Regions from separate parts of the Sus scrofa genome. Here regions 1, 2 and 3 are each linked to region 4. The links are chromatin contacts, called in public HiChIP or PLAC-seq and promoter capture Hi-C maps. All regions are on one chromosome and are shown on one strand. Each heading gives the region's core, a stretch centred on a gene start, on an enhancer-like site or on the middle of the called end of the contact. The rest is flanking DNA. Distances are from core to core; before and after follow the strand shown.

Region 1 (2,841 bases), core at 262-2,761, 410 kb before region 4:
TCAGTTCTTCAAGCTATGTCCAAGCCACAAGAGAAATGAGTGAGCCAAAGTGACCTGGTGTTCTGACTTTATTTTGAAAAAATACACACATCACTTGTTGAAAATTTCAGCTAATGCATCTTACCCGCTGTTTCCTTAGCTCAGCTTCCCGAAGAAGAGCCTCCTTAAAAGGAGCACTATTTGGAATTCCTGGGTCTTTCCTAGGCTTCTTTCGACCTCGTTTTTTAGCCTCTTTCCTCAATTTTCGATGGTGCTCTCGTACCTATCAAGAGAAAAAAATTTATCAGCATACAAAAATACTAAAGAGAACTCACATGAAAAATCAATCATGTTGCATTTTAGTTGTATTGGTAAGATGACCTAAAAACACTTTAACTGCAATACAAAGGACCCACCACGTTTATATATACATCAACAAGAAAATGTCAGCAGGAGATTCTTTTTGCAGCAATTCTTACCATGTTAATCAATTTTATAGACTTTCTCATCACTTTATCACTGCACTTTCCCACAGCTGTACTTCTGATGCCTAAAAGCTTGCTCTCATAGCTAGTCTATTCAATCTCTGTTTCCTGAGGTGAAGTCATATTAATAGAGACCTCTTTGTGGAGGAGTGGGGCAGAAATAAGTTTAGCTTTACAGTTGCTATAACTCTCCCAACAACAAGACTTACCTTTTTTTGGATTTTATACCGCTTATGGCAGGTCATGCGTTTACTTGATTTCTTTAACTCTACAAAGCAATAGATCACAAAGGTATTACTTTTTTTTTTTTTTTGGGGGGGTCTTTTTGCTATTTCCTGGGCCGCTCCCGCGGCATATGGAGGTTCCCAGGCTAGGGGTCGAATCGGAGCTCTAGTCACTGGCCTACGCCAGAGCCACAGCAACGCGGGATCCGAGCCGCGTCTGCAGCCTACACCACAGCTCACAGCAACGCCGGATCGTCAACCCACTGAGCAAGGGCAGGGACCAAACCCGCAACCCCATGGTTCCTAGTCGGATTCGTTAACCACTGCGCCACGACGGGAACGCCGATATTACTTTTTAAAATCACTTTTTATAATCTATTTCATCCATAAACGATCGATTTGTTTAGTTTTTGATGACTTTGCTCTAGGGTCATATCCATTTATCCATTTATTTTGTTAAGTAATTAACTACCTCTGAAACCTATTTTAAGTATCCTGTGAGGAATTCCTGTCCTGGCTCAGCAGTAAGGAACCCGACTAGTACCTATGAGGAAATGGGTTGGATCCCTGGCCTCCTTCAGTGGGTTCAAGATCTGGTGTTGCTATGAGATGTGGTGTAGGTCAGCAGCTGCAGCTCGGATTCCATCCCCATCCTGGGAACTTCCGTATGCCGCATGTGCGGCACTAAAAGACAAAAAAACAAAACAAAACAAAAAAAAAAAACTGTGGGGCCCCCGATAAAAACAAACATGGGCCACCCAAGTCCCAGAGAATGTGACCTAATTAATAGATCTGGTATAGAGCCCAACTTTCATGGTCTCACTTTTCCAAGATAAGACTGGGATCACACACAGGAGCGTATAAGACTCAAGACGACAGCTACTTCTTGTCAAACAACAAAATCACAAAGGAAAACCTAACATTGGGTTTGAGAGGCGACTCTCAGACCTTACCAGGGCCGGACCGAACGTGGCCGTAGAAGGGAAAATGCTGGGCCCAAAACCCGGCTCAGACACTGAAATACGCCTCAAGAAACCCTACCCTGATCTTCATCCTTGGGACTCAGCCTTCCTTCTGTACCACGGGCCCGCGGTCAACGTGGGGCCTTCCAACCCTCGGATGGACCAGGGAGACAACCTACCCGCTAGACCCTTATTTCCACAGATCAAGCGGCACAGGCTCATCGACCATCAAGTCCCTCTACACCCGCCCCACGACCCGACTCACTCGGCCGCTTCATACTGGAAGCTGGAAAGGCAATGCCAGCAGTTACACCAGCGCTCGCAGACACAATGTGCCTCCGAAAGGGCCACGTGCGAATTAAGGCCACTAGTGAGCGTCACGCACTCACGCAGCTGCCGTAAAGCGCACCGCCGCCGGCGCGCGTGCGCGCGCACGCAGTGTCGCGCAGAGCCAGGATCGCTTGGCGGCCGCGGGGCTGGTTTTGCGGCGGAACCGGGAGGGGTGAGGGCGGTGAGGGCGGCGGGTGCTGGAGCGACGGCAGCGGCCGCGGCCGGAGGAGCAATAGCAGCAGCCGTGGCGGCCACGGGGCGGGGCGCGGCGGTCGGTGACCGCGGCCGGGGCTGCAGGCGGCGGAGCGGCTGGGTAAGGCCAGGCGCGGGGCGGGCGGGGCCGCTTCCTCTCGGCCGACTGCCGGGCCTTTGTGTGGGCCCGGGCGGGCGGGAGCAGCGGCGGAGGCCCCGCCCCGGCCGTGGGGACGCGCCGGTCCGGCCGGGTGCGCGGGGCGGGGCACGGCGGCAGGCTTCGTGACGGGCCCAGCAGCTTTGCCGCACCTGCCGGCCGGGACAAAGGCGCGCCGCGGCCCGGAAACTCTCGGAGACCCGCTTTCCCGCCCCCGGCGGCTGATCGAGCGCTTGTCGCGGACAGCTTCAAAGCTGTCAACGTATCTCTTAGTCCCCCGTAGCAGTGACAGGTCGTACCAGTGACAGGTCGGAAAGTCTTTCATTTTCTCCACAGTTCAAGGCCTCTTTTTTTTCTTGTCTTTTCCTGGCGGTTCGGGCGCAAAGCCTCCTAGTAATTTTTTAAAAACACTTTCTGGCTAACTGTGTTCAGACTGTTTTTTATCAGTGGGACTTGTATTTATCGTAGGGGCCGCATAGAGTTACTTAACTGCAACACCACAAATAATCAAG
Region 2 (2,700 bases), core at 54-2,553, 310 kb after region 4:
AATGGGAGAGATAACTTCAAGGGTACCCTCACAAACTTCCTGTAAGATTTCAAAAATAGAGTGGACTTCACCAGGAGCTGTCCTGTCATCATTTCTTGAATCTAGAATGAATAGGCTTGCCTTGTTTCCAGAAGCTTTGGGGATGTCTCCCACGCCGATCCCCCTTCCAGGGTCAGGTGGTGACTGGGCAGTGGCAGCCCCTCTGGGGCTGATGGAGAACCAGAGCTGAATGGAGGAAGAGCTGGGTCCTCTTTTCCTTCTGACCCACAACCAGCCTCCGTTGCACACCTCCAACGCAGCACCCTAGGTTCCTATCAGGCAAAGTATTCTTGTTGCACCTCTCCTTTGATGGGCCTGGGACACAGGGCACCTTGCTGGGTAAGAACAAATGGGTAGGACTTTGGCCATTGTTATGGCAAACCAGGCAGCTGTGCTTCAAACAACTGTACATTACAGAAATGAGGGAGAGGAGAGAGGAGCTGTACTCGAGCTAGGTCCTTGGCATACAGGTCAACGACACACAGGTGTACACAGGTGCACACAGAGTCTCGCCCCCAAAGTCTTTTCCTGTGTACAAGCTATTCTCTGCACACACACACAGCCTCCTTGCATACGCATGGGCCTGTGCACAACTGATACCTTGAAATACACACCTTTAAAACCATGCACACAGGCAGATATCAGAAACGCTGACAGACACACTGATGTTTTCAAAATCACATGCAGACTCTCATATTTCAAGCACACAGCCACACACACAACCCTAAAACTACACACACACGCACACACGAAGCACACATGCACAAGCAGACGGACACCTAAACACAGCCCTCAGAAATACACAGAAATATATACACCCTTAAAATCACACACACACATAAATACACACAGTAGACATACACAGACAGAAGCAGGCAAACAGACCGACACTCCCTTCCGCCTCTCAACCAACACAGGCACACAGGAACAATGACACACACCACACCGACACACAGGTACACTCAGACCCTCAAGTACCGATGATGACAAACAAGCATACTCTTCGCCTCAGCACGGCCCCTCCCGCAGGACTCTGCCCCGGCGCCCTGGGGCGGAGCAAGGATGGCCGGCTCTCGGACAACCTGCTGACCTCACGCACAACCCCTCCTTCGGCGGGAGGACACTCACCGGGCCGACCGGGTTGACCCGGCCAGCCACCGCGGGGCGGGCTCCGCCCAGGAGCAACCAGCAGCCAAAGAGAGCCGCGACCAACGCGCTGCCTCCGCCGCTCTGCGGGCTGCTTCGGGCTCTAGGAGGCGGAGAGCCTCGGCGCGCTTGCGCAGTCCGCAGTCTCAGGTCCCGCGCCTGCTAACTGCGCTGGAGAGGACGCCGGGAGCGGCGTTCCAAAGCACGCAGGCCCGCTCTCCCTCCCCCGCCCAGATTTCCCGTATTGTTTCAGGCCTGAGAGAGAGCCTGGGGAGAACCCCCCGCCCCCGACTTCTTCCCACCAGCGTATCTCTACCCTTGCTCAGTTTTTGGTTTGGGTTGTCTTAAGGACTTTAACGGCAGGTCAAGCCTTAGAACAGTGTGTCTGGGGCGAAGGCCTCACTGTTTAACTGCAAGATATTAGTATTGTAATGCAGCAGCCCCAGGTCTCGGCCCAACCTCACTTCCCTGACCCCTACAAATACTCACCCTTGGTCGGTGGCCTCTTGGCTCCTTCACGAATCTATATGTCACCTCTCTTGGTTGGTGACGTGTGACCAACATTTGACCTGTCCCTTGCCTGTGCGGGAACAGGGAAGCTGCAACAAGCAGGATTCACTTCTTATTAGCACTCTGTGAGGTAGGAAACATTACAGCCATTCTACAGGCAAGGAAACAGGCTTGAAGGCGTTGGGCAAACAATCAGGGCTGGACATTGGCAAAGGTTTGCATTCAAACCTGCTGGGCCTCAACTGTGTGCCAGACAGATAACTCGGCCTGGGCGGCCAAGGCTGGGGATGAGGGGTCGGGGAAGAAGGGGTGTGGGAGCAGCAGGCATGAGACCTCAGAGTAATCCTCCTTCCCAAGTCACATCGTATGAATGTGGGGCAGGTCGCTGCTTGGGGTACATGGGGCCCAGGGGCTTGGGGAAACTGAGAGCCCCTTGAGAAGACAGATGAGTCTAGCAGCACCCACCAGCCCTGCGACGTCTCGCAACCACCAGCGGGCGCCCGGGAGCACCGCCCGGCCTCCGCCCTCGGGCGAGCCACATCCCCGCCGCCTTACTCCAGCCCCTTTGCCGCTCCCCCGCCCTGGGCCTCAGTCGCCGCCTGCACTCGCCGGCCTCCTATCTGCGCGAGCCCACGCATTTCCCCAGGTACCTGACCTACACCCCGACCCTCTCCTCCTCCCTCCTTAGAGCCCATCCCCACCTACCCGAAGTTCCTCCCCTCTCCATGTCTGCCCCCACCCCTTATTGCCTGCGCCCTACCAGATCCTGCGAGCCAGAATCGAGGTCCTCGGAGGGGACAGAGCAAACCTTGGTGGCGCCGGTGACCGCGCCCCTGGCCGCGGCGTCAGTGCGTTGGACCCAGCAGGCCGCGCTCTGAGCACCCCGCGTCCCTCGCTCGCGGGCCGGAACTCCAAAGTCTTTCCCAGCTCAGCGCCCCGGTTTCCGCCCCCGGAAAATAGCTTTTTTTTTTTTTTTTTTTTTTTTTTTTAACTCCAATCCCGATC
Region 3 (2,843 bases), core at 28-2,527, 270 kb before region 4:
GTCTAGGGTCTTCTGCTCAGCCCTCAGGCCCAAGCTCCTGCCTAGATAACATGCCTTCTTCTGGGGCCAACCTCACCCAACCACATGCACACACTCCTTCTCTTATCACTCGTTTCTCTTGGTGGCTCTGGGGGCTAGACATCGCAGAGCACTCATCTCCCACCTAGAGAAGGCTTACATATGGCCAATTCCTCACCAGGGCCTTAGGTGTGGGGGGCTCTGCCACCCACCCACAGGCCCCACCCACAGCCTTCATCCTGCACTTGCACTTGGCCCAGGGTCTGGCACACTAGGTCTTCAGCCTAGGTGCAGTGAATTTTCGAATGCACACACACCCTTAGATTCCGCGAGGCCACCGCAAGCACCCCCAGGGAAACAAGAGTGTCCATCAGGCCAGCTCTCCACGGACTAGGCCCACTGGCGCAGGGTCGGTCTTCTCAGGAACCAGGGCATAGGCTGGGATATGCGGACTGAGAAAATTGATCTGAGTGGAAGAAACGCAGGTGGAGAGTGGTTCCCAGCAGCAAAGAGGAATTTGATTGGGAAGTCTGGTAATATTGCTAGAAGAGCAAGAAGTGTCCTGCTCGGGGAACCAAAGAGTGGAGCAGGTTGGTGGGGCGACTTGCTGATGTAGGAACCAGGCAGGGCAGTGACCCCTGGCCAACGGTCTCTGCTCCTAGTTAAAAGGGGTCATCTGTGTAACGCACAGGAGGGAGAGAGATGGAGCTGCTTTAGCGGATGTTGGCTGCACTATGGGTCCCAAGGTCTCACCCAGCGTGGGGCTGGTACTGGGAAGCGCGCGAGAGGGGCTCTTTATCCACTAGATAAATGAGTGAAACGGACCGGCCTCTGGTCCGCGGGCAGAGTCAGTCATTGGCAGGAGGCTGGGAACAGGACCTCTACTGCAGGACTGGGGGGAGGGGGGGAAATCTAAGGTCAGGAGGACAGGAGGTGGGGGAAGGGGCAGAGGGACCTGGGAGCCGAGGAGGAAAAAGAAGACCAGGGACCAGGGTGGACTCGCCGCTCTCCGGCATTCTCCTCTCTGAGCCCAGGTCGTCCGGAGACTCGCGGGGCCTCCCGGGAGAGCAGAAGAAGCTGCCATCGCTGTAGTAGATACCGAAGCGGGGGGCGGGGGGGCCTCTGAGTCCTCCTCCGCCGCGCCGGGGACTGGGGGAGGGGGCGGGGGAGCCCGCCCCGCCCTGCCCAGGACCTCCCGCCCCCTGGGCCGAGGGGCGCACCCATTGGCCGCCGGGCTCTGGGCGCCGCGCCCATTGGCCCGCTGCTGTGAGAAGCACGCGGCCACCGTGGCGGGCGCGCAGTCAGACGGCGGTGGACTGGACGGAGCGCCGAGGGCTGTGCGGGCGGCGCGCAGCGGGCATGGCGGGTGCGGGCTTGCGGGCGGCTGCTCGGCGCTACCTGCCGCGCCGAGACCACGGCGGGCCGCGAGCCGCCTCGTCCTCGCCCTCCTGCCCTGGCTGCGGCCCCCCGGGTCCCGGCGTCCACTGCCCGGGCGTCCCGCGCTCCACGCCCTCCCCGGCGCCCGCGGGCGCTGCCGAACCTAGTGCGCACCTGTGGGCTCGATACCAGGACATGCGAAGACTGGTGCACGGTGAGTGAGCCGAAGCGGGACGAGCTTCGGGGGTGTAGCCCGAGGGACGGCACATCGCGCGCCGGGAGGACGGACAAACAGATCGAGCGCCTGGGCGCCGCTCCTCGGGTGAAGCGCCCTGGTAGGGCTCGCCAGGGCCACGGAGCTTCAAGGCCAGGCAGCTCTTCTGGAGGAACCGCGGCGGGTGGTCCTGGGGGCCTCCGGGGACGCCCCGACGACTTGAAGCGGGCGGGCGCGAGGTTCCTCACGACGCCGGGTCGGCAGGAGCTCGGGGTTCTCCTAGCAGCCGCCGGAAGGCGAGGCCCCGTGGTTTTTCCTCAGGGTCCCGCCTGCTGGGAGACGGCTGCGGAAACGCCCCCAACCTCTTGTTCTCTTCGGGGCCCTTAGTTGGGGCGGGAGTACCGCAGACAAAGCCAGCCAGCCGACCGGCGGCGCTGGCCAGAGCGGGCTCCTGGCAACTCCAGACCTAAGGGTGGCGACTAGGCTCTTCGGACCCTCTGGAATCCAGCGGTCTTAGCCCAGGAAGGGAAGGTGTTGTTTGGAGAAAGACATCAAGTCGCCCCAGTCCCCTGGAATACAGAGAGGTTGCTGCTTCCTTGACCAGGGCGCTTACTCCTCTGTCCTCTCTCCCTCAGCGAACCAGGCAGATGAGGCCCCAGGGCACCCTGGTGAGGCCAGAGGGCTGAAAGGGCTGAATATTTGCCCTGGACTCGGGGGCCCTGTCTGCAGCAGACAGATGTCCTCGGGTCTTGGTCCTATCACTGACCAGCTGGGTGGCGCTCTGCAAGCCTCGTTTCTCTCATACCCTCAGCGTCATACCCTCAGTGTCCTAGGGCCCATGTTACAGAGCTGTGGTGATGACTTGGAAAGAGTCAGACCAAGAAGGAAGAGGGGAACTTCCAGAGGAGCCCCTCAGGGGTGACGTGGCTTTCATTGGCTAATGAGACAGAGTAGTGGTATCTGGAAGATTCCAACTGCCTGAAGGATAGATTTTGCTCCAGCTGTGGGGAGACCTGGGAGCGGTGGGTGGGCATGACTCCCCTCTTGAGAAGCTGAAGGCGGAATAAAGCCCCTGAAAAATGGTGATTTTGAAGCCTTTGAGCCTTTATTAGGACCCCCACTCCTCCAGTGGACAGGGCACACCTGTGGTACTAATTAAGGAGATGTCGCTGGGCCTGGGGAAGACCCTCTGTAGAGCAGCTTGAGAAGCCTGCCTTGTAGGCATTGGGAGGGA
Region 4 (2,700 bases), core at 72-2,571:
ATTATACCTAGATTGAGAATACCAACAACAATCTGGTTTAAGTTAATATGGAAAAATGTATAAGATGCAATACTAGAGCTGGAGGGAGAACGAATTGTTGCATCTATAGCTTATGTTGATATATGAATGAGGAGGATATTGAGAGAATTTAAAACTGTCTTGTTGAATGAGAAGATACTTTTCCATTTTTAAAAAGTTATTTGTAATTGATGCTACAAGTTTTTAAAACTTAAAGATGACTGTTTATAAAAATGTGTGTAGCTGAACACTTAAAATTAGTTCATTTAACCCACTTATAACGATTTAAAGGTTTTTAAAGAAGGTTTGAAGAAAAGTCCTGGGTGATGATCACATTAATGTATAGCCAAATGAAAAAAAAATTCAGCCAAATGAAAAAAATTCATCCACAAAATTTATGCAGTCTAGGAGTTCCCGTCGTGGTGCAGCGGAAACGAATCCGACTAGGAACCATGCGGGTTCGATCCCTGGCCTTGCTCATTGGGTTAAGGATCCGATATTGCCGCGAGCTCTGGTGTAGGTCACAGACTCAGCTTGGATCTGGCATTGCTGTGGCTGTGGCGTAGGCCGGAGGCTACAGCTCTGATTAGACCCGTAGCCTGGGAACCTCCATTGGCATGGGTGTGGCCCTAAAAGGACAAAAGACAAAAGACAAAAAAAAAAAAAAAAAATTATGCAGTCTACCGTGTAGTACACCTCAATTTAAAAAGAACGGGAGTTCCCCTCGTGGCTCAGTGGTTGACTAATCCGACTACGAACCATGAGGTTGCTGGTTCAATCCCTGGCCTCTCTCAGTGGAGTAAGGATCCCACAATGCCCTGAGCTATAGTGTAGGTCACAGAGTGGCTCGCATCTGGTGTTGCTGTAGCTGTGGTGCAGGCCGGGAGCTGTAGCTCTGATTCAACCCCTAGCCTGGGACCTTCCATACGCCCCGGGTGTGGCCCTAAAAAGACAAAAAAAAACAAAAAACCAAAAACCCACGAAAACAAGAACAAGCCTCCTGGGGGATAGCCCAAGGGGCAGTATTTGCTCTCACTCGCCCTTTGGTGGGGGAGGCCTACAGGGGGCGCCCCAGTGTCGGCGGCGGGTTGCGATTCAGCACAAAGGCTCTTGCCTCACGGGCACCAGAGACCTTGGGGCTCCGGTGGGAAGGACTTGGGAGTCCCCACCCATCCCGCCCAGCAGCAGTTCCGGGAACCGTCGCCTCCGGCCACCCCGCCACCCAGCCACCCAGCCACACCACTCTCTCTGCCGGCCGCGCTGACGTCACCGCCTCGCCTCGCGCCGCCGTTCTCGCCCCGCCCCCTTTCCCGTCTTGCGCCGCGGTGAGGCTCCTCGCCCTCGGCTTCTGCCTGTCGCCCCAAGATGGCGGACACAATGAGCCGGTGCCGCGCTTGTTGGTCCTGAGGTGATTGTGAGGGGGAACGGTCGGCAAGGCTCCACAGTTCAGACAGAAGAGTGTTGCCCGAGAAGGCGGAGGAAGAGGAGTAGGTGGCCCGACTGTCGCCCGCACTCCCTCTGGCCGCCAGCGCAGCGCCGGTCCTGCCCCGGTCGGCCCCTCGGCAGCCCGCCCGCCCGCCGGGCCCCGCCCCGGCCTTGCGCCGCCGCCTCTAGCAGCCGCCGCCATGAAGCTGACCGACAGCGTGTTGCGGAGCTTCCGCGTCGCCAAGGTGTTCCGCGAGAACTCGGACAAGATTAACTGCTTCGACTTCAGCCCTAACGGCGAGACAGTCATCTCGAGCAGCGACGACGACTCCATCGTGCTCTATGACTGCCAGGAGGGCAAGTGAGTGCGGCGGTGGCCTTGGGCTCGGGTCTGAGTCCCTCCCGCCATCCCCGTCTAGGCCCAGTGCTAGTCCGGAGGCCCGCCCTCCGCCCGGCCCCCTGCCTGTTTTGCACACGCTCCTGCCAGGACCGCGTCCACTCCGAAACTGTCCAGGAGACCTTTTTCTTTCTTTAGAAAATAAGGATAGCAATAATAATAATAATAATCGTATTTATTTTCCCCGCCCCCGACCTTCTCAGCGAGCGCTTTTGCAGCGCTGGCCGAACCCCACCTTGACCTTGACCTTTAAACGCCCGGTCCGCCCACCGCGGCCTCAGCTGGTAGCTTTTCCGCCCCTCCGACTCCCTCGAAGGTGCCGGTTTGCTGTGGCCCCCGCGCGGAACTGCAGAGGTTGCTCTGCTGCCTCATTCAGCAGCGGCAGCTCCCTCTCTCTGCCCTTTCCATGGTGACCTCGATTCAGGCCTGGCACTCCGCCCATCCCCTGCCCCTCAGCTTCCCGCCGCCTTTCTGCCTGAAGGCCGCGTGGGTTGCAGTTGTTAGCTGTCAGGATTTATTTGTTGTGCCTCTTTGGGCCCTCTTTCTTTTCCTTTCTGTTCCAAATAGTTCTCTTACTCCCTCAGTGCCGAAGCCTACGTTTATAGTTAACTTTTTAACAACATCTGAAACTTTTCCTTTTTGCCAGACACGTACAAACTTGGCGGTCCAGTCCTGACCTGAATGTGAACCTCCCAGTAGAACAAAGAAAGCATCGTCTAACAATTTCATGTTTCCTCTTAACACTTTCTTTTAAAGTTACACTTTATGGTCTACTTGGACTTAGCAAAATTCCTAGTTAGACCATGACATTTGTAGGTTGTCCCAAGTCCTCTGGAGACTCATCACACCTGTATCTCTGC

What was found. Promoter capture Hi-C pulls out the DNA fragments that hold promoters and counts their contacts. HiChIP or PLAC-seq counts read pairs in DNA pulled down with a chosen protein or histone mark.
Region 1: a contact with region 4 is called in a promoter capture Hi-C map of fetal liver, with 2.4 times the contacts expected there. The contact joins the promoter of PBRM1 here to the promoter of WDR82 in region 4. A contact is called at or near these places in 1 of 5 promoter capture datasets (fetal liver) and 1 of 2 datasets of contacts at active chromatin or transcription factors (alveolar macrophages).
Region 2: an H3K27ac HiChIP or PLAC-seq map of alveolar macrophages shows a contact between it and region 4. The contact joins the promoter of ABHD14A here to the promoter of WDR82 in region 4. A contact is called at or near these places in 1 of 5 promoter capture datasets (liver) and 1 of 2 datasets of contacts at active chromatin or transcription factors (alveolar macrophages).
Region 3: a promoter capture Hi-C map of liver shows a contact between it and region 4, with 3 times the contacts expected there. The contact joins the promoter of NT5DC2 here to the promoter of WDR82 in region 4. A contact is called at or near these places in 1 of 5 promoter capture datasets (liver) and 1 of 2 datasets of contacts at active chromatin or transcription factors (alveolar macrophages).

Annotation. Positions count from the first base shown.
Region 1 is chr13:34,819,787-34,822,627 of Sscrofa11.1, reverse strand. PBRM1 (protein polybromo-1) reads left to right here and starts at 1,511. Exons shown (of 29, transcript XM_021068909.1): 1 at 1,511-2,293. The coding sequence starts at 1,676. GNL3 (guanine nucleotide-binding protein-like 3) reads right to left here and starts at 2,385. Exons shown (of 15, transcript XM_001928454.5): 1 at 1,916-2,385; 2 at 674-732; 3 at 125-262; 4 at 1-13. The coding sequence starts at 1,928.
Region 2 is chr13:34,104,282-34,106,981 of Sscrofa11.1, reverse strand. It overlaps ABHD14A (abhydrolase domain containing 14A), which reads right to left and starts at 1,303. Exons shown (of 6, transcript NM_001244243.2): 1 at 1,168-1,303; 2 at 121-374. ABHD14B (protein ABHD14B) reads left to right here and starts at 2,209. Exons shown (of 4, transcript XM_005669623.3): 1 at 2,209-2,341.
Region 3 is chr13:34,677,964-34,680,806 of Sscrofa11.1, reverse strand. NT5DC2 (5'-nucleotidase domain-containing protein 2) reads left to right here and starts at 1,277. Exons shown (of 14, transcript XM_021068900.1): 1 at 1,277-1,609. The coding sequence starts at 1,378. It overlaps SMIM4 (a long non-coding RNA gene), which reads right to left and starts at 1,184. Exons shown (of 3, transcript XR_002337556.1): 1 at 974-1,184; 2 at 1-484.
Region 4 is chr13:34,410,811-34,413,510 of Sscrofa11.1, reverse strand. It overlaps WDR82 (WD repeat-containing protein 82), which reads left to right and starts at 1,321. Exons shown (of 9, transcript XM_003132249.5): 1 at 1,321-1,804. The coding sequence starts at 1,644.